Regions from separate parts of the Mus musculus genome. Here region 2 is linked to region 1. Evidence: chromatin contacts called from public Hi-C data. All regions are on one chromosome and are shown on one strand. The core of a region is the stretch at or near the end of the contact, and the rest is flanking DNA. Distances in the headings are between cores, read along the strand shown. Region 1 has its middle 26 kb from the start of Gm40650. Region 2 has its middle 9.6 kb from the start of Gm20597.

Region 1 (4,055 bases), core at 1,308-3,807:
CTTGGCTGATAGGATGTTTGTCCTGCTGGAGCCCTGGCAGTTGATCATATTCCCAATGTGGCTTGCTTGTCTGGGTCTACCTCTAAGCTGGACCCAGATTTAATTCAAATATGAGAGTGTTTGCAACATAAAAAATACTGGCAGCAAGTTCAACAATCTGGTTTTTAGTTTGGTTCTGTAGCTTAGTCTAATGAGCATGTCTTGGAACCTAACATTAGGTGAATCAAACAATATAATTGATCCTAAAATAAATTTAAGATATTGTACTAGGACTATAGGGAATCCTAAAAAGGCATTTATTATCCACCCACCCATTTATGTATCCAGGCTCTTAGAGTCATGGGTGTTGCAAGCATGGGTTGCTGCTATGACAATTGCTCATAAGCCCATGAGGGACAGGGACACAGGCACACATTAGTAAAGATAACTTTAACATGGGTGCTCTGTGCAAAGTAGTCCCAGTTTCAGGAACAAACTGAGAAGAGTCCCTGAGAGGCAACTTCTAAAAATTCAATGAAGTTAAGGGATGGGAAGATAAGAGAGGGAATGGAGGCCTCACTTTAAAAAAAGAAAAAGAAAGACAAGAGCAAGATACAAAGGTATGTGTCAAGAATGCTTCTTGCCAAGAGCCAAGAAAGATGCCTCAAACCTGAAATCACATCCGTTATCTTTCACACCATCCACTTCGAACTCTCAAGTGAGCACTGCTGTGACTGCCTAGAGAGGTTGGCAAGGCTGTTTGACCAGCAGCGGAGGCCACTGCAGTGTAATACGCTGATAAGCTGTAGACCACATACTTGAGTGTGAAACCCCTTTGTGAGGAGAGGAAGGAAGTGGATGTCTGCTGTCTATGACCTCCCCAAAGGGAAGAGCTGATTCAACAGTACTGACAACCATCCAAGGGAAAATCAAAATCAAAGGGAATACTCAGAAAAATCCCTTAGCTGGAGAGCAAGCATTATACTGAGGTCCAACATGTTTACCCTCTAACCCTGCACGTGGGAGGGGTTAGGATGTCCTGGATTTTTCTCTTGTATTCTTTTCTACTTCCTGTTGAGAAAGAGCCTGACTCCTAGTGGTTGGGGTGTGGTATTTACAGATCTTTGGAATCAGCTTCAGTGAACAGAACCACTGTGAGTGTGTGTGTGTATGTGTGTGTGTGTGTGTATGTGTGTGTGGGGGGGTGCGTGGGCGCACACACTTGTGCTTGATTGTTCTTACAGCACCCAAAATGAAACACAGTCTGGTAGGTATGACCACGGAATGCATTAGGGCAGGGCTTTTCAACCTTCCTAATGCGACAACCCTTTAATACAGTTCCTCATGTCGTAGTAACCCCTAGCCATAAATTATTTCATTGCTACTTCATAGTTGCTATTCTGCTGCAGTTATGAATCATAATATAGATATCTGATATGCAGAATATCTAATATAGGACCCACAAGGGGGTGGGGACCCACAGGTTGAGAACCTCTGCATTAGGACGATTCCCCTATGCCATGACAGTTGTCCAGAGCAGTGCTGCCCTAGACAGACAGTGAGCCACAGGCAGATTTCAAACTTTCCAATAGCCACATCTCTCAAGAGCAAGAAAAATACTAACTAACCAAACAAACAAACAAAAAAGCAAAAGGAAACAGAAAAAAAATTTTTTCTGAGGATGTTTTATTAAATACCAGAAATCTAAATACTTTTCCTTTCTATATCAAATTTGCATTTAAGAGAATCATATGATCTGTTCAAAACCCCTCTGAGCATTTTACCATCGGTTGTGGCTGGCTCATCGAAAATCTTCAGTAACCATGTGACTAAGAGCTACCTCGAGAGGTCTGCCCTTTCCTCTTCAGGGAACTGTGGAAGGGCAGCAGCAAGGTGACAAGTTTTTCTTTACTTTTAGATTTTATGTTATTATTTATTTGGGGGCTGGGGGCCAGCGCCTGTATGCCACAGGATGGGAGGTCTAAGGACGACTTGCAGGAGTTAGTCCTGTTATTGTCTGGTTCCCAGGGATCCAACTCAGGTCACCAGTCTTTGTGGCAAGTGATAAGCACCCTGGCTCGCTGAGCATTCTCACAGACCCTGGATGCCTGCCTGCTCTTCTTAAGTTTGAGGGAGGAGACAAAATTGAACCAATGGTAAGAGAGTGCACTCAGGGGAACCTTGGCTTAGAATAGGGAGCTGCAAAGCCAACTGCGGGGATAGAGCGGAGATCTGAGAATCAAGTCAAAAAGACAGGAACCTCATTCCATGAAATAAGGTAGCCCGAGTTGGTGAGCCTTGGAAAGAACCCTCCAGACCTATGGAGTGTCTGTCCCATGCCAGGCTTTGTTCCAGATGCTGTGGAAACAGCAGTGAACAAAAGAAACAGGGATGCCTGCCGTGATCTGATTGACCTTCCAGAGCTACTAGGCAAAGAGGTCCGCAGAGATAAAGAAATACTAGGGGGCACTGAATTGCAAACAGCTTTGGTGAAACAGGAGAGCAATTCCAGCATCCAGCAGGCTCAGGAGAGAGATCACAAAAGCTGAGCAAATGGGAGGTAAGGGAGGTAGCGTGGGCACAGACTCTCTGTGAGAAGCTGTGTTTCAAAGGGGCTCTTGTGCACTGCAGAGACACAGCACAGACTCAGATCCATGCGTGCTGCTCGCTCTCTCTCTGAGAGCCTCGTGTGCATCCTCGCCTGTACGGATACGCACATCATTAGAATATGGTGGAGCCAGGTTCTGAAGCAGGAAAAAAAGGACCATGAACCTTGGGGTCAAAACTGAAGAACAGCTTCCTGCTATTACGAAGCAACCTTTTAAAAATAAGTATTTTCTAATCATAGTTACTACGAAAATAGCATCTGAGGTCAAAATAAGGCTGAGGGCGGTCATATATTTCCCTCGGGCTGTTCTGTAAGGGAATGGGAAAAGCCTTTTTTCCCCCTTCCTCCTTCAACTCCTTTGCCCTTTCCACCTGCTCCTCCCTCCTTAGTGTCTTAGTGACTAAGGAGAACCCAGAACCCGCAGTGGCCTCTCCAGCTTTAGATGGCTACTTACAGAGCCCCTCCCTCACCCCAACCTCCAATTTGACTTTATTCATGAGGCTTGGTGTGCAAAAGTTCCCAGGCAGCAGACATGTCTGAGATTCTGGGAGCAGATAGCTACTCCTGAGATGCCTAATGAGCAGTTGGGGGTGCAGAGACCAGATAGCATCCTGTCAGTACTGATGGGCAGACGTTTGTGCAGGTTTCCTCACTTGGGCTGCTACTAGACAGACACAGGACAGCCCTAGCCTGGAAAACAATGAGAGTTAAGTAAAGAGCTCGGCAGACCAACACTCCTTCACCAGCTCCTCTGTCTCTTCCTTTGTTTCACCAGTACTTTAATAAAAATGGAACTGGCTTTAAAGAATTTATGGGAAACATATTATCACCAACAGCCAGCCGCAAAAAAAAAAAAAAAAAAAAAAAGAGAGAGACATTTGGGTGGCTGGTTCAGTCCCCAAGTTTTCTCTGCACATGCCCCTCTCCTGTCAGCTCACCACTTTGAGGGCAGGGAAATTGGGAAGGGTACTTTCCTTCTGGGCTTCTGCAAGACCAACACCCTGGTTTGTGCTCCATGCAAGTTCATTGACCCGTACTCATCAGGTTTTCCAGGACACTGTTTCCTTCCTGATTGTCCTCAAAACAAATCCCAGCTTCCCATGACGTCAGCCTCTTCCCACACGTCAATTGTTATGGTTCAAGCTCTAAAATCAGGTTAGCATAAAAGGACGTCTGGACTGGACATGATGGGACAGGCCTGCAACCCCAGCACTCACGAGGTAGAAGCAGGCAGATCTCTGAGTTCGAGGCCAGCCTGGTCTAGTCACAGAGTTTCAGGACAGCTAGAGCTACACAGTGAAACCCTGTTTCGAAAAAACAAAGAAGTATGGAGATAACCATAGGTCTCAGAAGAGCCAAGCAAGGAGAAAAGCTAGAGATGCATGCATGTTACATATATACAGACCAATGACATAATGACATATCCACAGACATGTGCAAATATAGCTGAAGATACTACAGAAGATAC
Region 2 (3,874 bases), core at 79-2,578, 65 kb after region 1:
AAGATTGGAATCGCCTCAAAGAACTACTTCTAAACAGCTCCACATCACCTTGTCCTACTTACCATCTTTTCTTCCTTACCTTTGGATGGTAGGCTAGAAGGAGTGGGGGCAAGGGAGGGTTGAAGCATTTGTGAATCCTTATTAAAAGTACGTTTAAAAATATCTAAGCATACTTGGAAGTGTAGTTTACTGACTTGATCCTCATGGCCTGCTTAGCCTGTTTTCTTATAGAGCCCAGGATTATCAGACCTGGGTGGTGCCACCCACAATGAGGTGGGCCCTCCACATTAATCACAAGTTAAGAAAATACTCTACAGGATTGACTACAGCCCAGAGGTTGACTACTTCTAGAGGTATTTTCTCAGTTGAGGCTCTCTCCTCTCTGATGACACTAGCTTGTATCGAGTTGACATAAAACTAGCCACCACAAAATCTAATGTTATTTTATGTCATTATTTATTGAGGTATTTATCCTTCCAGAATAGCAAGTTTCTTATATCCAGTCATACTGTTTGTCAACTGATGAATCTGTCCAGTACAGTAGATGCCTACACAATAGATGCCCTAAGAATATCCCTTTTTTTCCATCTAGGTGCTGGATGAGGTCAACAGCTTAATCATTTTTTCATCCTATGCATATCAGAGTCTTATAGCTACAAGGAACCAAACTCAACTTTGTGGATTTAAATACAGAATAATCTTGCTAAAAGTAATAGAATCAGTGAGATGATTAGAAAGTATGACAAAGAGATATCAAATGCAAGCAGATCACTGTCCCACAGGCACTGTTTCTTTCATAATGTTCCCACACGGTAGATTGCCCATCCTCTGTGGATGAGTCAGACAACTGTGTGTGCATCTAACTGGCTAAGCCTTGAGGAGCCAATGTGAGTTCACGTGGTTCTTCAGTTAGTAAGAAGATGATCTTTGCAACTGTTCAGGAAGACTGGACAAATTCCTCAAACAATGGCCCTAGCTGAGATCACGGCACTTAGAAAAGTCATTGTAGTTCTCTTGAGCCTACCAGACCCAATAGCATAAAAGAAGGCAGATTAAAAACTTGAGAGTGAGGATGTCGCTCAGTGGTAGAACACTTGAATAGAAAAACCTTGAATAATGAAGAATAAAGTATGAATGAATTTCCTTCGTGCTTCCAGAAACCAACTTTCCAAAGGGCAATCTTAACCTGGCTCTTGAATGTTTCAGTTTTACAGTGGAAAATAGAATTGAAAAGACCATGAGCTATGATGTCATATACTATGCAGGAAGTGTATAGACTCTTCACTAGACTGTAATACTCAGCAGCCAGAGACACATTATTTCCCCACTGCCTAGGACACAGCGTGTAGTACATAGTACGTGTGGTTTCTTGCTCAGAAGCTCAAGGTCAGGCAATCACAGAGCTAGAGAACAACAGCTCCATTTGCTGGCCAGTCCCACCCACACTCTGATCTGTCAAATAATACACTAAAGTGTGTATTGATTGCCTATTCTGGTTTTTGCTTTGTTTTGTTTTCACTACTGCTGGACAGACTTTCTCTGAGAAGCTTGTGACTGTGGAGTGTGACTTTCTGCACAGAACCTCCTGAAGAGTCACATTATTAAATGTTGGTCCCACAGAACAAGTCTGATATTGCATAGGCTCAGGGAATTTAGAGCTCTGCTGCTATGTGGGCTAGACTCCCTACCATCATCACCACCAAACCTTCAGATGAAGCAATTTTTCCAGATTTTTCAAATGACACAAATGACATGCCTCCTCTGCAGGCTTCCCGATGAGGCTGATTTTGGAAGAAATATGTTTCAGGATGAGAGCTGAACACCAGGAAATCTTCCCCTTCACATTTGCAGCCATCCAGGTTCCTCTATTGGGGACGTCGTGCCCTCTAGTGGTGGATAGGCTGACTTAGTGTTTCTGAGTCAGCCCATCTATCCACTGGAAACCATCAGTGTTCAAAGCAGGCCAGGACAGAAAACAAGATACCCTTTAGGACAGTGGCCTATGGTACAGTTCTTAAAAGTGACAGAAAAGTTTCCTATGAAACTTTTCTATGAGAAACTATGAGACTCGGGTGTGTTTGAAGGAAAATGAAGTCTTTTGCAGGGTCATTTTCCATGTGTGGCAGGTGTCCTGGGGCCTCTTATGAACGAGGCTGCAAGGCTGCACGGCATTCCAGCCACAGCGGCTCTGCAGTCTTGCTGCACTGTTTCTTAGATGTGGAGCCCAAACTAGGCAGAAAATGACTTCTCTGCTTGTGACTATATGAATAGCTGTCAAGATTTGCATGCAACGGACAAGAGACACCCTCAGTCTGGCACTTATCCTGGTCACCAGGAGGCTGCTACCCCATACTTTTTGCTGAAAGTGAACGGTGACTGAATGGGAGAGGCGTTAACACTCCTCATGGCTTTGACCATTCTACGATGCTCCAAGAGTTATTTCTTTGGAAGGTGTATTAGTGTAGCTTACATTTACATCAGGACTTTGACTTTGCAGTCACAACTCTAGCTCCACATAATCCATTTGCTAGCCTATGATCTTGAACATCCTCTTTGGCTTTATGGTCATTTCATAATACCTTTCTAACTTAATTCTGTGTAAGCTAAGTATCTGCCTATATATTGTCTGTATATTGTACAATTTGTGTGTATGTTAAGTGTGTGTGTATATATATATGTATATATATATGTATATATATATGTAATATCTAAGATGATGGCAAATATAGTACTAGTCACAATAGTAGTCTCTTCCTCATCCTCCTGATCTTCATAATCCCACATTCTCCTCAGACCTGTCCAGGCCATGAAGTATGAACTGTCTCGGGTGTGATAGTTGGTTTCCACGTCAACTTGCTACAACTTAAAATCACCTGAGTGGGTAGCATCAACTGTAGAATAGTAATAACAATAATGATAATAATAATAATAATTACTATTCTTTTTCCAGAAGTAGGTAACTTAGGTCTTACTCATGAGCCTGTTCGCGTTCCATTTTCAGAGACATAGATGACATCTGGAAACTTTCTGCTCTCCTTGTTTTTAACTGCTGTGGCTTGTTGATTCAAAACCACTGAATTTGAAACAAGTTCAGGACCATTTCCTTTAAAGATTAACTCATCCCCTGGGTGTGAGAAAGGGACCAGGCAGCACCTGTCTCTGTCTGAACTCCGTAGATCGAAGACATTTTAGATTTCAACCACAGTCCCACTCTCCTTAATGGAGACATGATGTGAGCACACACAGACCTCATCATGTATCAGATCAAACATCCTTGATCTCACTCTGAACACAACTACAGACAGTTCAGACAGTAGCCAGTTCCTGGTTCCTCACCTTTTATCAACCCAGTGCATCCTCTTTTTCTTTCCAAGGAGACTTCTCTTTACATTGATGACCCTCCAGATTTCCTCTGGGGTCCATTACAATGCCTGCACACCTCTTAAGAGGGATGTTGACATTTTTTAGAAGGCTGAGAGAGGGCTGAGGATGGTCTTCATTTTTGAAGTAGTCACAGCAAAGACTGAGGAATTATCTTAATTGCCTTAATTGTTGTGGGATAACCTGCCCCACTTGTGAGCCGACACTTCTGGAGGCAGCCCAGATAAGGAGGCGCCACAAGAGTGTTTCTTACCGTTTGCATGTTTGGCCTTCTCTCTTGCCACTGAGTTAATTCTTCTCATTGCTACGGATTCCTAGGCTGATTCATGACCATGTTTTCGGGCTTCCACTATTGACTATGGACCAGCAGCACGCCAGGAACAACCTCCCCTCCCCAGTTTTCAGTACCAGATTTGCACTGCTGAGGTGCTTGGACTGGGTTTTCCAGCCTCTCTGGTGTTAGTCACTGTGGGGTTACTCCAGTGACTGAGAA

What was found. Hi-C and Micro-C count contacts between places; a contact is called where the count stands out from the background.
Region 2: a contact with region 1 is called in a Hi-C map of the N1E-115 cell line, with 5 times the contacts expected there. The contact joins two enhancer-like sites. A contact is called at or near these places in 1 of 15 datasets of contacts at CTCF or cohesin (CD8 T cells), 7 of 484 Hi-C or Micro-C datasets (the HL-1 cell line, the N1E-115 cell line, Th1 cells and 4 more) and 4 of 115 datasets of contacts at active chromatin or transcription factors (CD8 T cells, cardiomyocytes, embryonic stem cells and 1 more).

The regions. Positions count from the first base shown.
Region 1 is chr10:53,460,529-53,464,583 of GRCm38.p6, forward strand. No RefSeq gene overlaps it. Among named protein-coding and RNA genes, the nearest start is that of Gm40650, 26 kb to the right of the region's middle. Within about 2 kb of position 2,558, at least 62 of the 459 cell types and tissues checked have an H3K27ac peak or open chromatin away from gene starts, as enhancers often do. A contact at or near this core is called in the N1E-115 cell line, where this site is marked.
Region 2 is chr10:53,526,688-53,530,561 of GRCm38.p6, forward strand. No RefSeq gene overlaps it. Among named protein-coding and RNA genes, the nearest start is that of Gm20597, 9.6 kb to the left of the region's middle. Within about 2 kb of position 1,329, at least 22 of the 459 cell types and tissues checked have an H3K27ac peak or open chromatin away from gene starts, as enhancers often do. A contact at or near this core is called in the N1E-115 cell line, where this site is marked.